3 separate regions of the Mus musculus genome follow, and all the other regions are linked to region 1. Evidence: chromatin contacts called from public Hi-C and Micro-C data. All regions are on one chromosome and are shown on one strand. Each heading gives the region's core, a stretch centred on a gene start, on an enhancer-like site or on the middle of the called end of the contact. The rest is flanking DNA. Distances are from core to core; before and after follow the strand shown.

Region 1 (4,131 bases), core at 829-3,328:
TGCACTAATAAAATAATCAGGTTTGGTGCTTCAATGTGTGTGTGTGTGTGTGTGTGTGTGTGTGTGTGTGTGTGTGTGTGTGACAGAGACAGAGACAGACAGAGAGAGGGACAGAGAGAGACAGAGACAGACAGACAGACAGACAGAGACAGAGACAGAGACAGAGACAGAGACAGAGACAGAGACAACCTCAGTGTCTTGTATCAGGAGCAGTTTCCCTTGGTTTTTTGAGACCTGATCTTTCATCTACTTGGAGTTCCCCCACTAGCCTAGGCTGACTAGCAAGTGAACCTCAGGGCTACACTTGTTTTGACCTTTCCAGAGCTGAGATTACAAGCATGCATCACCACAACCAAATTTACTTGTAATTCTTTATTTATGGGATTATAATATAATCACTTAATTCCCCCTTCCCTTTCCTCACTCCAAACCCTTCTGTACACCCCTTCTGCTTTCTTTCAAATCCATGGCCTCTTCTCTCTCTCTCTCTCTCTCTCTCTCTCTCTCTCTCTCTCTCTCTCTCTCTCTCTCTCTCCCTCCCTCTCTCTCTCTCCTTATGTATTTAGGAAGGTATATATTATATATGCTACACATATATATTTATATAATATATTACATACATACATATCCTAAATACATAAATACAGCCTGCTCAGTCTGTAGACTATATTTTTATGTATAAGTTTTCAGGGCTGACCAGTTTAGTTTTGAATAATCATTGTGTGATCTTCCCTGGGGAAGACTCTTCCACTCTCAGCATTCCTTAGTCTATAGTTCTTTATGTAAAGACCTCATGGTCTTTCCCCATCCACTTTGGCATACATATTATTGTTGTCCTTATTGAGCTTATATTTAGGAAGACATGCTTGTGTGATTCTGGGTGATACTTCTGTCATGACTGAAGGACACAATCTCAGAGCAAACTGCCTGACCCTCTGGCTTTTACAGTCTTCCTGCCCTCTCTTCTGCAATGTTCCTCCAGCCTGTGCAGAAGTATTCATTGGGTCTGGGCTCAATAACTGGGTATCTTGGTTGCTTGTAGTTTTCTGTAATGGTCTCTGTCTTTTGCAAAGAGACGTTTCCTTGGTGAGAGCAAAGAACTATTCATCTATGGGTATAAGGACAAATATTTAGAATGTAGTTAAGGATTCTGCTGGTTCAGTGCAGTGGCAGTTGTAAGGTCTCTTCTAAGATTCATGACTTCACTAGCTCTCCCAGCTTTTTATTATTATTATTATTATTATTATTATTATTATTATTATTATTAACCAATGGATTCTGAATATTGAACTCACCCTACTGGTGCCTGCAATACAAACACTTCACTGAATGATCCAAGTCCCTATCCCAAGTAAGCACTTTTACCAATACATAAATCAGTCTTAGGCTAAGAAAGACATAAAAAAGTTACTTTATGCTATTTGTGGCCACCCTGATGAACAAAACATAGTCCCTAGTCTTGAATAGAACAGAAATTTTTAGTAATGACAGAGCCAGTGACGTGTTGCCTGCAGGAGTCTGTTAGTGGTGAAAGCCATCCAGGGGAAAGGAAAGTGTGGGGCATGGGGAATCCAGGAAGACAAGGAATGTCACAAGTTTATTACGATAGAACAAGACGATAATCATCTCCGTTGCTATATATACAGCTTCTTTTGAGGTAGACCAGATAGCTACAATAACTTCTGTTAACATATCATATCCGACTACTATATTTTCAGAAGTTTTTCTAACTCTAGGCTTTTACCTCTTCCTGTTTCATCTGTATTTTCTTCTTCATGGTCTCCCCTGTAGTCTGGCTCCAGAGAAATCTCCAGCTGCTCAGAGTGTGTTATTATCACCACTTCACGGCCCGCAGGACTGAGAGGGGAGGCTGGTGTCTACCATGCTGGTGCTTAAGAGTCAAACTGCCAGCTGCCTGAGTTTCTCCGGCCCACAGCATTCCACTGCTCTTCTGTTAGGAAGAAAAGGATTATAGGATTAGTTTCATAACACCACTTCCAGCCATCCATATATAGTCAGAGGAAGTCACTCACAGTGACTTCTATGACAACTTTTGGTGTTCAGGCCAGATTCCCCACTCAGACATCTGTCTGGAGAGGGGCAGCAGAGGTCTCAACCATGTAGGTGGGGTCAACGGGTATATTATTACAGCTGAGAGCTTCAGGGTTTTACATCCCTTTTAGACGTGCCACAAACAGCAACCACAGCAAGGGAACAAAGCACAGAACAGTTGTTCAACTTAGAAAGCATGGGGACACAGGAAGTATGTCCTCAGTGGGTAGGGCAAAGAGTCCTTGGGGAAAAAAAAAAAAAAAGCAGAGCCACAAATCAACAGAGCTTCTGACTTTGCCCGCAGCTAGCACTGTTTTTAACTGCCCAGAGAAAACAAAGGGAACACATTTATCAGAATCCCAGCTCTTTCAAGGTTCAACCATGCCAAGATACCACCCCTAAAGCATTTATCATGGTTGCTGGCAATCCTAACCTGGCATTTTTCAGGGCATTTACAGAAGCACATGTGTTCTTCTAAAGGACCTTCTAAAGGAAAATCCAAGATCTCTACCCATCTCTACCCATCAAGATCTTGTAGATTGGTAGTTAGTATGATACCTAGATAAATATTTTGAGATTTAGATCTGTAAGGGATAGAGGAGTATTGTGTTTTTAAAAAGATAAGGAGAAAGAGAATGTTTGATGGATGTGCAGTCAGGTGTCGGGGGAAGGGTGTGCCTCCAAGGGCCCATACTGAGGCATCCCTTCCCACTGAGGGACCAGCCACACATGGTATAGTATAGAATAGAATTTATTCAGGGCATGGGGAGGGGAGTTGAGAGGGGAGTAGACAGAGAAAGGCACTGGAGAGGAGAAGGAGAGGAAGAGGGAGAGGAGGCCAGCTGTGAGCATATGGAGAGAGAGGGGGAAGTGATGAGAAGACAGAACCAGAGCAAGAAAGCAAGAGAGCAAGAGAAAGTGAAGGAGGCAAGCAGCCCCTTTTATAGTGAGTCAGGCACACCTGGCTGTTGCTAGGTAACCATGGGGCAGAGCTTAGACAAAATGCTAACAAGGGGTTTGATTGGATGTACATAATAATGACAGAACACACCATTTGGGGAACTGTGAAGTATGGAAGAAAGACTAGATTCAGGAGGCTGGGCACAATCGAATGTTTCTAGAAACCATTAAATCTGGAGAGAGGCTTGGGCTGGGTCTTTGCGTTTCAGCTGGCCCTTGGGGAAGAAGCAGGAGACATGAGCCTGAGACTAAGATCCCATCAGTCCCAATCAATCCCACATGGTTCCAGATTGTCTGGCACAGAGATTTGGGGGAATAGGAGTTTAAAAGGCAGACATAAGCACTAGGAAGGCAACCCCAACCATACAGCATTTGTGCCTTGCAAGCATGATCAATCTCTGGAGCCCACAGAAAAGTGTGAAGTGTAATAGCATGAGCTTGTAAACCCAGGAGTGAGAAGGCGGAGATAAAAGATCACTGGGGCTCTCTGGCCAACAAGTCTAACCTGATTAGGGAGCCTTAAGCTAATAAGAAATGTGATCTCAAGGGAGGTAGATGGTTTTCCCATGAGTGGTGGAAAACATTGTCCTCTCACCTTTCTGTACATGGATACACAGAAGAAAGAGAGAGGGGAGGGGGAAGGAAGAGAGAGAAGGGGAAAGAGAGGGGGAGAGGGAGAAGAAGGCAAAGCAAGAATAATAAAGCAACAGGGGTAGGGAGGGAGCTGTAAAAATGGTGAATTTAGCTGTAGCAAGACCCAGAAGCAAGGATAACAAAGGCACTGAGGTCAAACAACTCAAGGACCTTTTGAAAAGTGAGTGCTAAGATTCTGTGTTTTGAAGTATCAGAACTTTGAGCCAGGGCTCCTTCTGGAAAATTAAGGGAAACAGCCATGCTCCATGCTTGCATTTGAGAGAGACAAAACACAGTAGACATGCTCAGGAGAAAAAATTAAAGTCTGAAACATAAGCAAGTCCATGATCCAGAGATATCAGCATGCAATCCTCAAAACCTGCATCATGAGCTTGGCTCACCTTGGTCTCAGAGCAGGAGAGAGAGAAGGTAGCCACAACTCTACCAACAGCATCCCTCAGGTGATGCACTACTCTGATGGGGTCT
Region 2 (4,166 bases), core at 4-2,503, 170 kb after region 1:
TCAAAATAACTCCGCCAGCAACTCACTTAATAACATCATAACCAGGAAGTCCTCTCTGAGATCTAATCTACATCCATATGGCAGCAACTTATAAATAGACTTTAATTTCCCACCCCGTACCCAGAGTGCCGGATGCCCAAGGACAATGTAAAACAGTAATTGAGTGCATCCCAAACACAGCCAGGAGGGGAATTGGCTAATTTGCATGTGAACCATTGTAATGCTCAGAAAAAGGCTCACACGTTAAAAAGACTCTACTTTAAAAAAAAAAAAAAAAGTCCCATAATTAAACTCCTGCTAAGAGTAGTTGCAAATACTCAATAATTCTTATTCAAAGAAGAAAGCCAAGGTACTTTTATTCCTTTTATTGTTAGAGAGATATGTACGTTGCTCCTTATCTAAAGACTTGAGGCTCAGAACTCCCGCTGGGGCAAATTAGGAACAATACTGAGCGTTCAATTTCTCTATAGCAGAGAAAAAGGTTCCAGGAGTCCCAGGTGTCCGTTGGAGGTGGGAGGGCCGGGAGGGGGGGGGTGGGGGTGGGGGGGTTCATGGTTGCCTATTAACTCTCTCACCTCCCCTAGATAGCCAGGTGACAGCTGCAGTGTGGTCTCTTTGAAGTGTCATTCCGGGGCGGCACTTCAGAGGGCACAGGCCTCTAAGGCAGGTATGTTTGCTGGACACACCTGGTTCCTGCCAAGTACAAAGCCACAGATGGAAGGCAGGAATCGGCTAAGCCAGTGGTTCTCAACCTTTCTGATGCCACGACCCTTTAATACAGTTCCTCCTGCTGCTCCGAGTGACCCCGGCCATAAAATTATTTCACTGCTACTTCACAACCGTAATTCCGCTACTGTTATGAATCATAATGCAAATATTTGGGAAGATAGAGGTTTGCCAAAGGGGTCCCAACCCACAGATTGAGAACCGCTGGCCTATGCCAAGGGGCCCTTTAATGAAGTGTGACCAAATTCAAGGACTCATCCCTTCAAGGAGACAGGGTGAGCTCAGAGATTAACTAAGCTTGTCAAAATATGTTCCTTTTGAAGATAAAAACAAACAAACAAACCTGCCCTCTCTACTAAGGATCATCATAGCACAGATGCATTGTGGGGTGAGGGTGGGGGGCACTTTGTCTGGCAAGTGCCCTGTGTGAAAAAAACGAATCTTTATTTGCATGAGCAAGAGGCGGGAGACAGCTGTTAAAAACAACCTGTCAGTAGAAAGCTAGGGATGTGTGTTCCGTTGTGAATGGAAATGTGAACCACCATAAAAATAGACACTAGCGAAACCAAAGGGACCATGTAGAGGTCAGACACAGAATGTGAGGAATCCTGGCCTCCTTCCAAGTCGGCTAGACAACACTCAGGCCATACCTTGAGAGGAAGACACTACCAAGTAGCCTTAAATAAGTTACCTTTGGGAGGGTCTACGGAGTAACGAGTATTGCTCAGTCCTTACTGTATCTGTGTGGGTGCTGGGGCATAAACAAAACACCATGAAAATTTATGGTGTGATACAGACAGCTGCTGCCCTCTTTACCCAGCAATTGCCTCTGGAAAAAAAAAAAAAGAAGAAGACATCCCTTAGTTTGAATAGAAGTCTGCTAATTGTGAGCCATTGAGCAAACAGATGTAAAGTTTCTGCTTCGGCTGCACCCTCCAAAAGGAGTTATGTACATTAAGTAAGTGAATGCGTGCACAGGTACTGGGCTAGTGTCCAGTGCTTAGCAACAGCTCAACAAATATTAACCAATACTCTGACTGACTACTGTGAGGAAATAGGTAACAGGGTGAGATGTGGGCCTGCAAGAAAACCACAGTCCCACCCGGCCCCATGGACCGCATTGACTGTCAATGAACTGTATCTGCATTCTTAACTCATTTGTTTCTAGAGGAAGAAAGATCCAGAGCCTGATGCTTGCGGTCTGTTATCCCCCTGCCCTCCCCCGCCCCTGCGCATGCGCAGCCCCCCCCCCCCCAGCATCCAGAACAGAGACAGAGCAACAGAGCTCCCCCAGCTCCATGATGCCCAGCAGGAAACAGGAAAGACCTCAGCTTAATTTACCACCTTCTCCCAACAGCCTGCCCGCCCTTGAGATTGCTCAGCTCCTGAGCTTCTTGCAAGGAGAAGAGGAATATGAAACCCACGTCCAGTAACCGGCCCACAGGAAGGGCGCCAACATGGCGGCTCTGACTGTGCTCCCATAGAACTATTGCTTGGAACAGCACAGGACGATTTACCGTGGACATGACCTACCACCAAGCTAGCTCTTCTACATAGTGCAAGTTAACCCTAGTGCACGGCCTCGAGCTTCACGTGCATTTCACAGTATTAGAAAGAACACAGAGACTCGCCTAGGTTTTAATACTTTGCTTACTATGTTTCTTAACCTCTGTGAGTCTCAGTGGTCCCATCTCTAGAAAGAAGGAAGCGGGGCAGGAGATGTGGCTAAGTGGTTAAGAGCACTGGCTGCTCTTCCAGAGGACCCAAGTTTAATCACCAGCACCCACATGGCAGCTCACGACGGTCTGTAATCCAGCTCCAAGGGATTTGACCCCTTCACACAGATGTGCGTGCAGGCAAAACACCAATGCACGTAAAATAAGGATAAATAAAGCATTTTTAAAAAGAGAGAAGAAGGGATCGAGAAAATAACATATTGTGTTTATTTTGTAGATATTAATATTTACTATTTTAAATTATGAGTACCTGTATATGTATTCCCGTGGGAATGTGTCTGTGAGAGTTGTATGGAAGTCAGAGGTATCTGAGGTCCTGGAGGTAGCGTCACAGACGGTCATGAGCTCCCTGATGTGGATGCTGGGAATCAAACTCAGATCCTCTGAAAGAGCAGCAAGTATTCTTGTCTGCTGAGCCATCTCTCCAATGATAATACACCTGGTTTACCATTATCCATGAGATATTTTGATGTCAACTTTACCTATTAGTTCTCCTTTCTTATATATTCTTTTATATATATATATATATATATATATATATAAACGATAAGCATGGGCATTTTTCTCCATAAGAGTCATCCCACCTAGGAGACAGCAGCATGTTGAATATGAATGTGTAGATGTGAGTGCTGAGGGAATGGCTATTTAAACGGTTTAGGAGGTGTGGCCCTGCTGGAAGTAATGTGTCACAAGGGTCAGGGTTGGGGGTGGGCTTTGAAGTTTTAAAGGCCCAAGGCAGGCCCTCTGCCCTTCTCTTCCTGCTGCCTGCAGGTCCAGATCCAGAACTTGGAGCTACCTCCATCACCATGTCTGCCTCTCTGCTGCCAGGCTTCCTGCTATGAGGGATGACGGACTAACCCTCTAAAACTGTAAGCCAACCCCAGTGAAATGCTTTCTTTTAGAAGAGTTGTGACGGTCAAGGTGTCTCCTCACAGCACTAGGACACTGACTAAGACTATATCCACCGTGCTTCTGGTAGGCAACACTACAGCTCTGGCTCGCCCCAGCCAGCATGGAGAAAGCAGGAATTCACTTCAATAACCAACCATCTTTCCTGTCTTAATCAGTGTCTTATGGATGTGAAGAGACACCACAACGGTGGCAACTCTTATGAAAGAAAGCTTTTCTTTGCTCCCTGCTTACAGTTTCAGAGGTTTAGTCCGTTATCCTCATGGTGACACACAGGCAGACATGGTAGGTGAGAGTTCTACATCTGGATCCATAGGCAGCAAGAACAGAGAGTCACTGGGCCTGGCTTGGGCCTTTGAAACCTCAAAGACCACCCCCAGTGACTTACTTCCTCCCAAAAAAGCCACACCTACTCTAACAAGGCCACATCCTCTTACTAGTGCCCCTCCCTATGACCAAGCATTCAAATATTTGAGCCTCTGGGACCATTCCTATTCAAACCAGCACACTTCTCTTTCTCCCAATACCTCCTTATTCTTTCTTTGTTATTATAATCCAGGCGGTGTCTTTGGGGGCCAATAACTCATAAGTACATGTTCATATGTAACCCAGGCAATGTCTTGGGGGCTGACAACTCATAGGTACATGTTCATATGCAAAGGTATGTTCATACACATATGCCTGATTCATGATTCGTGGATTTAGCACTGGTTTTGCTATTTGAGAAACTTTTAAAGTTTGTTTTTGACATTTTCATACATGTATATAATGGATCCTAGATTTAGACACCCCCCC
Region 3 (3,999 bases), core at 532-3,031, 210 kb before region 1:
ATACATGATATACATCTTATACATATATACACACATATATACATACAACATATGCAACATACACATCATATACATGTACATTACATATACATATTTATATTCACACGCATACACACACATATTTGTTTGCCTCTATATTTTTAGCATGGTCAGTATCTCAAAAGCCCCAAAGTGGAACAATTTCCCAATACAAGCTAATAAAAATTAAATTCAACATACCACATGGAGACAAGGGTTAAAAAACGGACATGGAAAGACTAAGATATATTTAGGCTGGGCAAACAAAGAAACTCTTCATCTGTGTGAATCGGGAATCTAGTGGATCTACTTGATACTAATATATATTGAGCACCGACTAATACTAAGATGTTTGCCTAAATTCCATTTCTTTTTTCCCCTCCTCTTCTCTTCCCTTCCCTCCTGACTGCCTCCCAGCCTGGAAGAAAGTCAGGCCTGTGACACTTAGAAAGCAAGCACCAACCACTGAACTATCCTCTCAGTCCTTTAAAAAAAAAAAGAGGTTTGTTTTTTTTTTTTTTTTTTTTTGAGATGATGTCTTACTAGTTGCCTGCTGCATTTTGTACAGTTTTGCCTTGAACGTACTTTGTAGTTCTGGCAGGCCCTGCCCCTGTGATTCCTCCTACCTCTGCCTCCACAATAGCTGGAATTATAGCCCTGGGACATTAGGCTTGGCCTCTTGGACAACTTTCTTACTTATTCTGCATAGTATTCTTGTAAAATCATACGGTTATTGCCCTTCTATAATATATACACAAACAGGAAGAGAGGAAAAACGATGTTTTCAGTGGGAAGGCAGGGGTTACCTCTAATTTGTTTGGATAATAACTGATGTTTTTCAGCAAAAGGTACATGCTAGCAGCCCTCAGCATGAGGCTTTAGCAACTCACAAAGCTGCTTAAACCTTAGGCTTGAAAGTGCAATGAACTGAATTCTCAATTAGAGGCTAGGAACATGCTGGGTTTGGTAGCATCAGCCTATACATCCCCAGCTACTCTCAGTGGGCTGAGGCAGGAGAATCACAAATTTAAGATCAGCCTGGGCAATTTAGTGACACCTCATCTCAAAATAAAAAGTGGAAAGAGAGAGCAGTAGACAGCTCAGCTTAGAGCATTTGCCTAGTATGCAAGAATGTAGCATTTGCCTAGCGTCTAGCTTCCAATCTCTGTCCCTCTGTCTCTGTCTCTGTCTCTGTGTCTGTCTTTCTATTTCTCTCTGTGTGTCTCTGTCTCAATTCACATTCCAAACACACACACACACACACACACACACACACACACACACACACACACACACTGATACACACACACTGATACACACACGTGTAAATATCATCCAAAGGAAGTACATTCCAAACATTGAAATAAGGGCCTTCGGCTTGACCGTCTTAGAACTAAATTCTAAGAAGGCATGTCCTCACTTCTCGGGTCCCTATGTTGTTTATTTCCCATGGACTTATCTCACTTTCATCCGTGATTTTTCAATTTCTGAAGAAATAAATAGACTTTGGTAAGACCAAATGCTGTTCTAGCCATTTCCTAAATTCCCCACAGTTGTTCTGGGAAGAGTGGGCTCAAGTCCCCTGCTGCCTGTCAGAATGATTAATTAGACTTCATTTCCTGCTGACGTGTCCACCGTCCTTTTCTTACCCCCAATGACTAATAACACTTCTACAAAAGTCCAAACAAATGGCCACAGTATCTAGTGTTTATTTTTGGAAGCTTTTCCCCAGCCAAAATGCACTGAACCTCTCACGAATGGCAGTTTAGAAATTCCTGGCTAGGATTCCTGCCCTGAACAGCCGCACTTGATATGGCTAGATGGCCCGTTGACTGGCACCCTGGGTGGCATCGTGCCAGTATGAGAGTTGTCAAGCTATCTAAATCAAGAATAGGCCCCGAGCTGTGACAAATCCAGATGGGCAGCCTGCTCAGCGACCCGGCGAGGGGCCCTATCTTCTTCAGGAAGTATCCCTGTGCCAGCACAAGAGCATTCATGCCACATGTCTTTCTCTCCACTTGACATCTGCGGACACTCTGAAGAGTATGTGACAAAAGAGGAAGAGAGCAAGAGTGGAAAGGAAGACAGGAGGCTTTCTGGGTGGGGCTAGCAGGGCAGAGACAGAGGTATTGCAGCAGAGGCTCCACATCCATTAGGAACGGGATCTCACTGGCTAGTTAGCCCGTGATGTCAGGATTAGCAGATACCTCATTTCCAGGCCAGTGATAGCAAAACTGGAGGGAAAGAAAAGGTCAGTCAGGAATGGGTTTGTCAAACTGTTTCTAGTTGTGCCAGAGCTTCCCCCACATTTACAGCCATTGCTCAACATATCACATGGCTACCAAGTGAATCCTTAGGATAGGAGAGAGCCACGACCCAAGACACTGGTCCAGAGAAAGAAGTTTAGATGTGTCCTGAACCCAGAACCTGGCAAACTCAGGAGCAGAGGAATAGTTGCTGTTTAGAGAGTTCCAGACATCCAGACAAGCTTGGCATGGCTTTTGCCGATTCATCAGTCAAGCGGAGATGCCTAGTGTTCTAAATATGTGTGTGCACATGGGAGGACTTCCAATTCAACATCTGTGGGGCTGTGACACGGTCTTGTGGCTAATTTAAGGCTTGGGGAGGTTAACATGGGTCCCAGGATCATTCTACACATAATCCCATCTGTAAATTGAGAACTAGATTAAAATACGCCTCAACTGAGACGGTCTAAGCTAAGTGCTGTGGTTAACCCATGGGAATTATTGTGTCCCTTTGCAATCAACTCCTGGATGCGAGTGGACTGTCACACTGATCTTCATCACTGGGACTTCTGAAAAGTCATAAAATACAAACATAAAGCACCATAGGTCAGGGGACTCTAGTGTTGGTATCACAATTTTGTGTGTATGGTGCATGTGTGTGTCTGCATGTGTGTGTCTCTGTGTGTCTCTCTCTGTGTGTCTATGTGCATGTGAGTGTCTTAGTATGTGTATATCTATATGTGTGTCTATGTATGTGTATATTTGTGTGTGTATATTTGTGTGTGTGTGTGTGTGTGTGTGTGTGTGTGTGTGTGCATGTGCATGTGTGCATAGCTAAAGATCAAACCCAGGGCCTTCTGCCTTTTCCCAAGTCCTGATAAATGTTTGTCTTAAAACAAACTTATGTGTGCCACAGTATAATAATCTCATGCTCAGAGGAAACTAAGGCTCAGAGAATTAAAGAACTCTCTAGTCACTGGTCTTTGGGAAATTTGCCAAGGTAACATAGCAACCATGAAGAAATACACAGTGAATCAATATGGCTTTGGAGAAAACAAAAACAACACAGTGATTTTAAAAGCGAATGATGAGGGGTGGCTTAGTGGGTAAAGGGCCTGCCGCCAAGCCCAGTGACCTCTGGATGCAACCAATTTAAGTTTAACCAGACTAGCTTACAAATAAATGAGACTTAGACTAAGGTTATTTTATTTGGCTTTGACAATTACTGAGGGTCACCCCTAATCTACTACTCTTCTTCTTCTCCTTCTTCTTCTTCTTCTTCTTCTTCTTCTTCTTCTTCTTCTTCTTCTTCTTCTTCTTCTTCTTCTTCTTCTTCTTCTTCTTCTTCTTCTTCTTCTTCTTCTTCTTCTTCTTCTTCTTTTGAGACAGGGTTTCTCTGTGTAGCCCTGGCTGTCCGGGAACTCACTATGTAGACCAGGCTGGGCTTGAACTCAGAAATCTGCCTGCCTCTGCCTCCTGAGTGCTGGGATTAAAGGCGTGCGCCACCAACGCCCAGCTCCTAATCTACTCTTCTAACTGTTGGCCTTGCTACCTCCCCAGTGGTGGACCCCAGATATGGCTGTTACTCTTTGCCACATGTTCATGGTCCATCTCCCCTCATGGCAGCCTCCTCCTCTTCCCTAGTTCTTTCTTCTTCCTCTCCTGGTCTTACCTCACTCCTCTCTCTCCACCTTCAGAGAGGTAACTAGAAACCCACCTACCGCTAATCCCTCCA

What was found. A called contact is a pair of places that touch in the nucleus more often than the background predicts.
Region 2: a contact with region 1 is called in a Hi-C map of myocytes, with 2.3 times the contacts expected there. The contact joins two enhancer-like sites. A contact is called at or near these places in 1 of 15 datasets of contacts at CTCF or cohesin (the NIH/3T3 cell line), 3 of 484 Hi-C or Micro-C datasets (cerebral cortex, conventional dendritic cells and myocytes) and 2 of 115 datasets of contacts at active chromatin or transcription factors (VIP interneurons and pancreatic cancer cells).
Region 3: a Micro-C map of muscle stem cells shows a contact between it and region 1, with 3 times the contacts expected there. The contact joins two enhancer-like sites. A contact is called at or near these places in 1 of 15 datasets of contacts at CTCF or cohesin (pro-B cells), 15 of 484 Hi-C or Micro-C datasets (the 3T3-L1 cell line, the C2C12 cell line, the G1E-ER4 cell line and 8 more) and 4 of 115 datasets of contacts at active chromatin or transcription factors (T-cell acute lymphoblastic leukemia, a colorectal cancer cell line, large pre-B cells and 1 more).

What each region holds. Positions count from the first base shown.
Region 1 is chr10:111,722,983-111,727,113 of GRCm38.p6, reverse strand. Gm30624 (a long non-coding RNA gene) reads right to left here. Exons shown (of 6, transcript XR_001779641.2): 3 at 1,745-1,951. Among named protein-coding and RNA genes, the nearest start is that of Gm30624, 40 kb to the right of the region's middle. Within about 2 kb of position 2,078, at least 38 of the 459 cell types and tissues checked have an H3K27ac peak or open chromatin away from gene starts, as enhancers often do. A contact at or near this core is called in the C2C12 cell line, muscle stem cells and myocytes, where this site is marked.
Region 2 is chr10:111,555,993-111,560,158 of GRCm38.p6, reverse strand. No RefSeq gene overlaps it. Among named protein-coding and RNA genes, the nearest start is that of Gm30193, 16 kb to the left of the region's middle. Within about 2 kb of position 1,253, at least 40 of the 459 cell types and tissues checked have an H3K27ac peak or open chromatin away from gene starts, as enhancers often do. A contact at or near this core is called in myocytes, where this site is marked.
Region 3 is chr10:111,934,728-111,938,726 of GRCm38.p6, reverse strand. No RefSeq gene overlaps it. Among named protein-coding and RNA genes, the nearest start is that of Krr1, 36 kb to the left of the region's middle. Within about 2 kb of position 1,781, at least 66 of the 459 cell types and tissues checked have an H3K27ac peak or open chromatin away from gene starts, as enhancers often do. A contact at or near this core is called in the C2C12 cell line, muscle stem cells and myocytes, where this site is marked.